2 separate regions of the Oryctolagus cuniculus genome follow, and region 1 is linked to region 2. The links are chromatin contacts, called in public Hi-C maps. All regions are on one chromosome and are shown on one strand. The core of a region is the stretch at or near the end of the contact, and the rest is flanking DNA. Distances in the headings are between cores, read along the strand shown.

Evidence for each region. A called contact is a pair of places that touch in the nucleus more often than the background predicts.
Region 1: a contact with region 2 is called in a Hi-C map of an unstated tissue, with 2.4 times the contacts expected there. The contact joins the promoter of NFATC1 here to the promoter of CTDP1 in region 2. A contact is called at or near these places in 2 of 6 Hi-C or Micro-C datasets (ear pinna and an unstated tissue).

What each region holds. Positions count from the first base shown.
Region 1 is chr10:656,617-659,320 of mOryCun1.1, reverse strand. It overlaps NFATC1 (nuclear factor of activated T cells 1), which reads left to right and starts at 1,416. Exons shown (of 10, transcript XM_070049841.1): 1 at 1,416-1,814. The coding sequence starts at 1,688.
Region 2 is chr10:475,426-478,125 of mOryCun1.1, reverse strand. CTDP1 (CTD phosphatase subunit 1) reads left to right here and starts at 1,308. Exons shown (of 12, transcript XM_051840466.2): 1 at 1,308-1,757. The coding sequence starts at 1,447. LOC138843936 (a long non-coding RNA gene) reads right to left here and starts at 1,002. Exons shown (of 2, transcript XR_011379148.1): 1 at 1-1,002.

The sequences.
Region 1 (2,704 bases), core at 167-2,666, 180 kb before region 2:
CACTCCCACCCATGCACCCTCGGGGGTCCTGCCCCCTCCGCACCTCGGCACCCTGGGGTGCCTGCCCCCACCCCCCACCTGTGCACCCCCGGGGTCCTCCCCCTCCCCACGCACCCTCCTCTCCAGGGGACGCGCAGGGTCTGCAGGTGACGGCGCCCGGAGAGCGCCCGGCACGGCCCAGGCTCGGCGGTCCCCGGGGGCGGCGGGTTCCCCGCCGCAACTGGGCTGCGACCCGGTTGGAAAAGAAGCGGCCGTGGTTCCGCCGGGGGCCCGCACTGCCGGACAGGCGCCAGCTCTGACCCGCAGCTCCGTGTACCCTGGTGTCACTCGGGTCCGCACCCGGTCGGCGAGCGCCGCCACCGCTGGGGCTGAACGTCGCGCCGGTCGCCTTTCGCATTTCCCGAGGTCCGGGGAGCGGAGCCTGGGGGCGTCCCCGGGCACACGACCCCCGCGCGCCTTCTGCAGTTCCAGGGCCCCGCGGCGCACACTCGGTCCGCTTGGGGGTTATTTTTATCGCACACGGGTGTGGGGCGGCAGATTTATGACCCCGGGATCCCGACGTCGCAGCCGCCGCGACTCTCACCCATCCGCCCCCACCCCGCCGCCCGCCCTCCTCCGGCCGGCGAGAGACCGCGGCCCCGTCCTGGCCGCCAGGCAGCGGCGCGCAGAGCGCAGAGCGCAACGGGAGGCGCGCGCGGAGGTCTCCGGGCTCCGCCCGCCCGCCGGCCGCTGCCCAGACACCCCTCGGCCCCCGGGGAGGCGAGGGCAGCCTGGGGGCCGCGGCCGGGGACGCCGCTGCCTCGACCTCCCCCGAAACGCGGCCGGCGCTCAGGACGCGGCGACACCGCCCCACGTCCCCGTCCCGGGACGCCGCGCAATCTGTTAGTAATTTAGCGGGACGGGAATTTCCTTCCCGAGCCTGCCAGGGGAAGCGCTTTTCCAAATTTCCACAGCGGGGGAAGCCTGCGATTTTACATAATGACTTCAGCATGCGGGGCTCGCTCCCGCCCGCCCCGCCCCCGCCCCCTCCCGGGAGCCCAGCGTGGCTCTCCCAGGTCCCCGGAGAGGACCCCCGCGTCCGGCGCGGCCCGGGTTCCCCTCGCTCCCCTCCGCCGCCGGGGCACCCCTGCCCCCGCGCTCGCTCCACCGCGCGGCTCTGCGCTCGCCCGCCCGCCGCCCCCCGGAGCCCCCAGTCGCGCGCCCCTGGCCTCTCCCGGGCGCCCCCGTCGCGGGCCGGCGAGCTGCGGCCGCCGCGCGGGGAGGGCGGCGCTGGCGACTCGTCCCCCGGGCCCCGCGCCGGCTCGGGCGGGCAGGGGCGTGATGTCACGGCAGGGAGGGGGCGCGGGAGCGGCGGGGAGGCGGGGGAGGTGTTTTCCAGCTTTAAAAAGGCAGGAGGCAGAGCGCGGCCCTGCGTCAGAGGAGCCTCCCAGCCTCGGACTCGCGGGCGCTGCACCCGCCGAGCGCGCACCGGGCGCGGCGCACGCCTCCGAGCCCCGCCACCGCGCTCGGGTTCCCCGGCCGCGGCCGGCCTGCCGCGCGCAAACCGCCACGTCTTTCCGTGGCGCGCGGTGCGGGGCGCCCTCGCGCGCGTCCGCCGGGGCCCAGGTCCCGCTTCCCCGGCGCCGGCCCGGGGGGCGCGGGGCGCCCGCCCCTGCTCCCCTCGGCCGCTCTCGCCGCCGCCGCGTGGATGCCAAGTACCAGCTTCCCAGTGCCTTCCAAGTTTCCACTCGGCCCTCCGGCTGCGGTCTGCGGCAGCGGGGAAACTTTGGGGCTCGCGCTGCCCGCCCGCGGCACCATGAAGTCGGCAGAGGAAGGTAAGCCCCGCGCGGCCGCCGCCCCCTGCGCGCCCCGGGACTCCCCTCGAGCCGGGCCCCCGCCCCCGTCGCAGCTCCCCGGGCCCCCGCGCCCCGCCCGCCCGCTGCGCGGGTCCCGGCCCCCGGGGCAGCCGGGCCGGCGGCGTTGAGCTCCCGTGGAGTTGCCCGGGCCGGAGGCCGGGTCCCCTGGTGTTTCCCGGAGCGCGCCTTCTTGTCTCCTCTGGCTGGCTCTGAGTGCGCCGACTTGGCCTCCTCTGGGGCGACCTCGCCGCGGATCCCGGCGGCGGAAACCCAGCTGCAGCGCGAGCGACTTGGGGACGGGGCGAGGTTAGCGCCGTCAGCACCGCAGGGGAAGCCGCGCGCGGGGGGGGGGGGGGCTTCCTAGGATGGGAAGGCTGCCCCGCTGCTTCGAGCAGCCGCGCGGCCGGGGTCCTGGCGTCCCGCGCCCCCGCGCTCTTGCGCAGCTCCAGGCGCAGGCGCCCGGGGTCCGAACACGACCCCCGATTCCAGCCTCCGGGCCTGGGCCGGATCAGGGCGTGCGGCCGAGGTCGGAACGTCTCCGAAAGTTTGAAAGCGGACCGCCGGTGCCGAGCTGCCGGCTTGGCGCGAGAAGACTCGGCGGTGGCGACCTGCGCTCGGCGCCCCGCTGCGGAGCAGCCTTGCAGCCCTGGCCCCGTGCGCCCGCGGGTGGCTCCCGGTGTGTGTGTGGGGGTGGGGGGGGTCCAGGCGAGAGACCCTGCTCGGAATCCCGTCCGGCCGGGAGCGTTTCGCTGAAGTTAACTTTTTTAAAGCTGGCAAGCGTGCCAACGCGTGGCGAGCGCTCTGGAGTCGGAGACAGGCCGCCAGCCTCCGACAGGCGCTGTGGTTTCCTGCCCGGCGCCGGCACACGT
Region 2 (2,700 bases), core at 59-2,558:
GCCAACTCTCCCGGACAGCCCCTCCGCAGACTCGCGGGGTGGCCGCCTGGGCCCAGCGCCGGGGCGCACCGCGAGAAGACGCGTGTTCCACGCGGGACGCGCTGCAGCCGACTTCAAGCCAGCCGGCCCGCGCGCGCGCGGGTCAAACCCACGCTCCCCGCCCCCTGCCGGACCCAGCACTCAGCACCTGCAGCTAGCAAGAACAATCTAGAGTCCCCGGTGGCACCCGCGTCCCTGGGACAGCGCCGCGGTCCTGGCCCCGCACCCCGCGGCTCAGCCTCGCCACGCGCCGCGGCGTCCACGCCGCCCACGTCCGGGCCCCCGCGGCGGCTCGGCTGAAAGGCCGGAGAGGCCACGGCGTCGCCGCCACGGGACCGCCGGGGAGCGCTCTCCGGCGAAGGCCACGAGGCCCGGCAGTGGCCGGCGGCTGCGCCCCACGACGGCCCGGCCACGCGGCTCCAGAAAGGGCGGGAACGCGCACGGGAGCGAGCGCCGGCGGCCGCCCGGAGTCCGAGAGGGCCCGGCCGTCAGCCCCGGCGCGATCTGACCGGCAGCTCGGGGGCGCGAGGCTCCGGCCAGCAGAGAGCGAGACGCGGCGGCGCGGACGCCCTCGGCCGTGACGGCCACCCCGCCCGCCCAGCACCTCCGGGGCGCGCCCGCACAGCGCTGGAGCACCCAGTCCCGCCCCGTGGCTCCGGGGACGGCCGAGGGCCAAGATGAGCGGAGGAAGGGACCTGGCGCCCGGGGGCGGGGCGTTCGGGGACGGGGCGGCTACCCGGGCCGCGGCGCGCTCGGCATGCCGGGACTCGTAGTCGCTTGGCCAGGGGCCGGCGACTGGTATTGTGGGAGCGGTCTGCATTGCATGCCGGGAGCCGTAGTCTCTTGACGTTAGGACACGCGGTGCGCCACGGGACTTGATGGCCGCCGGCATGCGTTGCATGCCGGGAGTCGTAGTCTCTTGACGTTAGGGCTCAGGGCGCGCTACGGGAGTTGACGGCCGCGATGCGCGTTGCGTGCCGGGACTTGTAGGCTACAGGTGTTCGACGGGAGTTGAGGAACGCGCTCCGCTGTGCACGCCGGGAATCGTAGTCCCGCGCTGGGACTCGCGCGGCGCGGGCGTACTCGAGGGCGGCGGTGCCGGGAGTCTCTGGCGCGGTCGGAGGGCAGCGGGCTGCCGGCCCCGCCTGAGGGAGGCTGACGCCGGGGCCCGTCGCCGCGCGAAGCCCGTCGGCGCGCCAGGGAGCCGCACGTCCGCTCGGAGGCCGCGCGTGGCCCGTGTTTACGCACGCACGCCGTGCGTCCCGCTTTCGCGTGACGTCAGCGCGTCCTCCCGGAACTCGGCGCGGGCCGAGCGGCGGGTGGAAGCCGGTGCTGGAGCGGGAACTGCGGCGCTGCCCGGCCGGGCCGCCCGCGATGAGCTGTGTGCCCTGAGCGCGCTGCGCCGCGATGGAGGCGCCGGCCGTGGCCCGCGGCCCCGCCGAGGGCGCCCCGGCGGCCGCCGTGGCCGAGGTGCGCTGCCCGGGCCCCGCGCCGCTCCGCCTGCTCGAGTGGAAGGTGGCGGCGGGCGCGGCGGTGCGCATCGGCTCGGTGCTGGCCGTGTGCGAGACCGCCGCCTCCGCGCAGCCCGCCGGGGGCGCCCCGGCCCGCGCCTCGGGGAGCTGCGTGCGCACGGCGCGGGCTGAGCGCAGGCTGCGGTCGGAGCGCGCTGGCGTGGTGCGGGAGCTGTGCGCGCAGCCGGGCCAGGTGCTGGCCCCCGGGTGAGTGCGGTTCCGCGCGTTCTCTGACGCCCGCTCGGCGGCCGGGAGCAGCTCGCGAGCCGCGCGGCGCCTCTGCAGCCTCCGCACACCGCGCGCTGAGAGGCGGGCGCCCGCGGCTCTGGGTGCTGCCGCCGAGCTCGCGCCGCGCCTTGGGCAGCAGCCTGGGCCCGGGAGCCGGGAAGGGAGGCGGCGGGCTGGGCGCTCCGCGGGGCCGTGAGCCCTGGGTGCGGGCGACGTCCAGCGCCGCCGTGGTCCGCAGCCGATTAGCGTGGAAGCCGCGTCTTCACGCCTGCTCACCAGCGCGCGAGACCGGCCCGTGCGTCCGTCTGAGCGGTCAGCCGTAGGGCTTCCTGGCTGGACCCCGTCTCAGGGTCCCGGGAGCTGTCCCCGCGGGGCCCGGCCTCTTCACAGACCAGGTGGACTCCGGGGACGCGGAGCCCGCCGATCCCCAGGCCCCCAAGCCGGGGGCGGAGCCCTGGGCCGTGTCCAGCTGCGAGCAGGGTGTCGTGAGCGTCCCCTGGCCCTTCCGAGCCGCTTGTCCGGAGCGAGCCCCACGCCTCGAGGACTTGGTGCGGCGCCCCGCGGTGTGCACCTGTGGTTTTCTGCCTCTGTGCGCTGTGGGCAGACGGCCCCCAGCGGTTCCTGTGCTTGCCCCGCGGGTGGGTTCTGGTGTCTGTGGTCCAGAGTCGCAGGCTGAGCGCTGGCCATGCGGGCTCCGAGTCAGACACTTTGTTTCGAAATCCAAAAAATTCCCAAATCTGAAAGACTTCTGGTCCCGCAGTTCAGATGTGGCCGCCGCCAAGCCTGGGCCCAGGTGTCCTTGGCTCTGGGTGTAGGACAGGGGCGGTGGTGAGCGTCAGCCCCCAGCTCCGTGGCGCCCGCGGGGCCGTGGGCCCAGGTGTCCTTGGCTCTGGGTGTAGGACAGGGACGGTGGTGAGCGTCA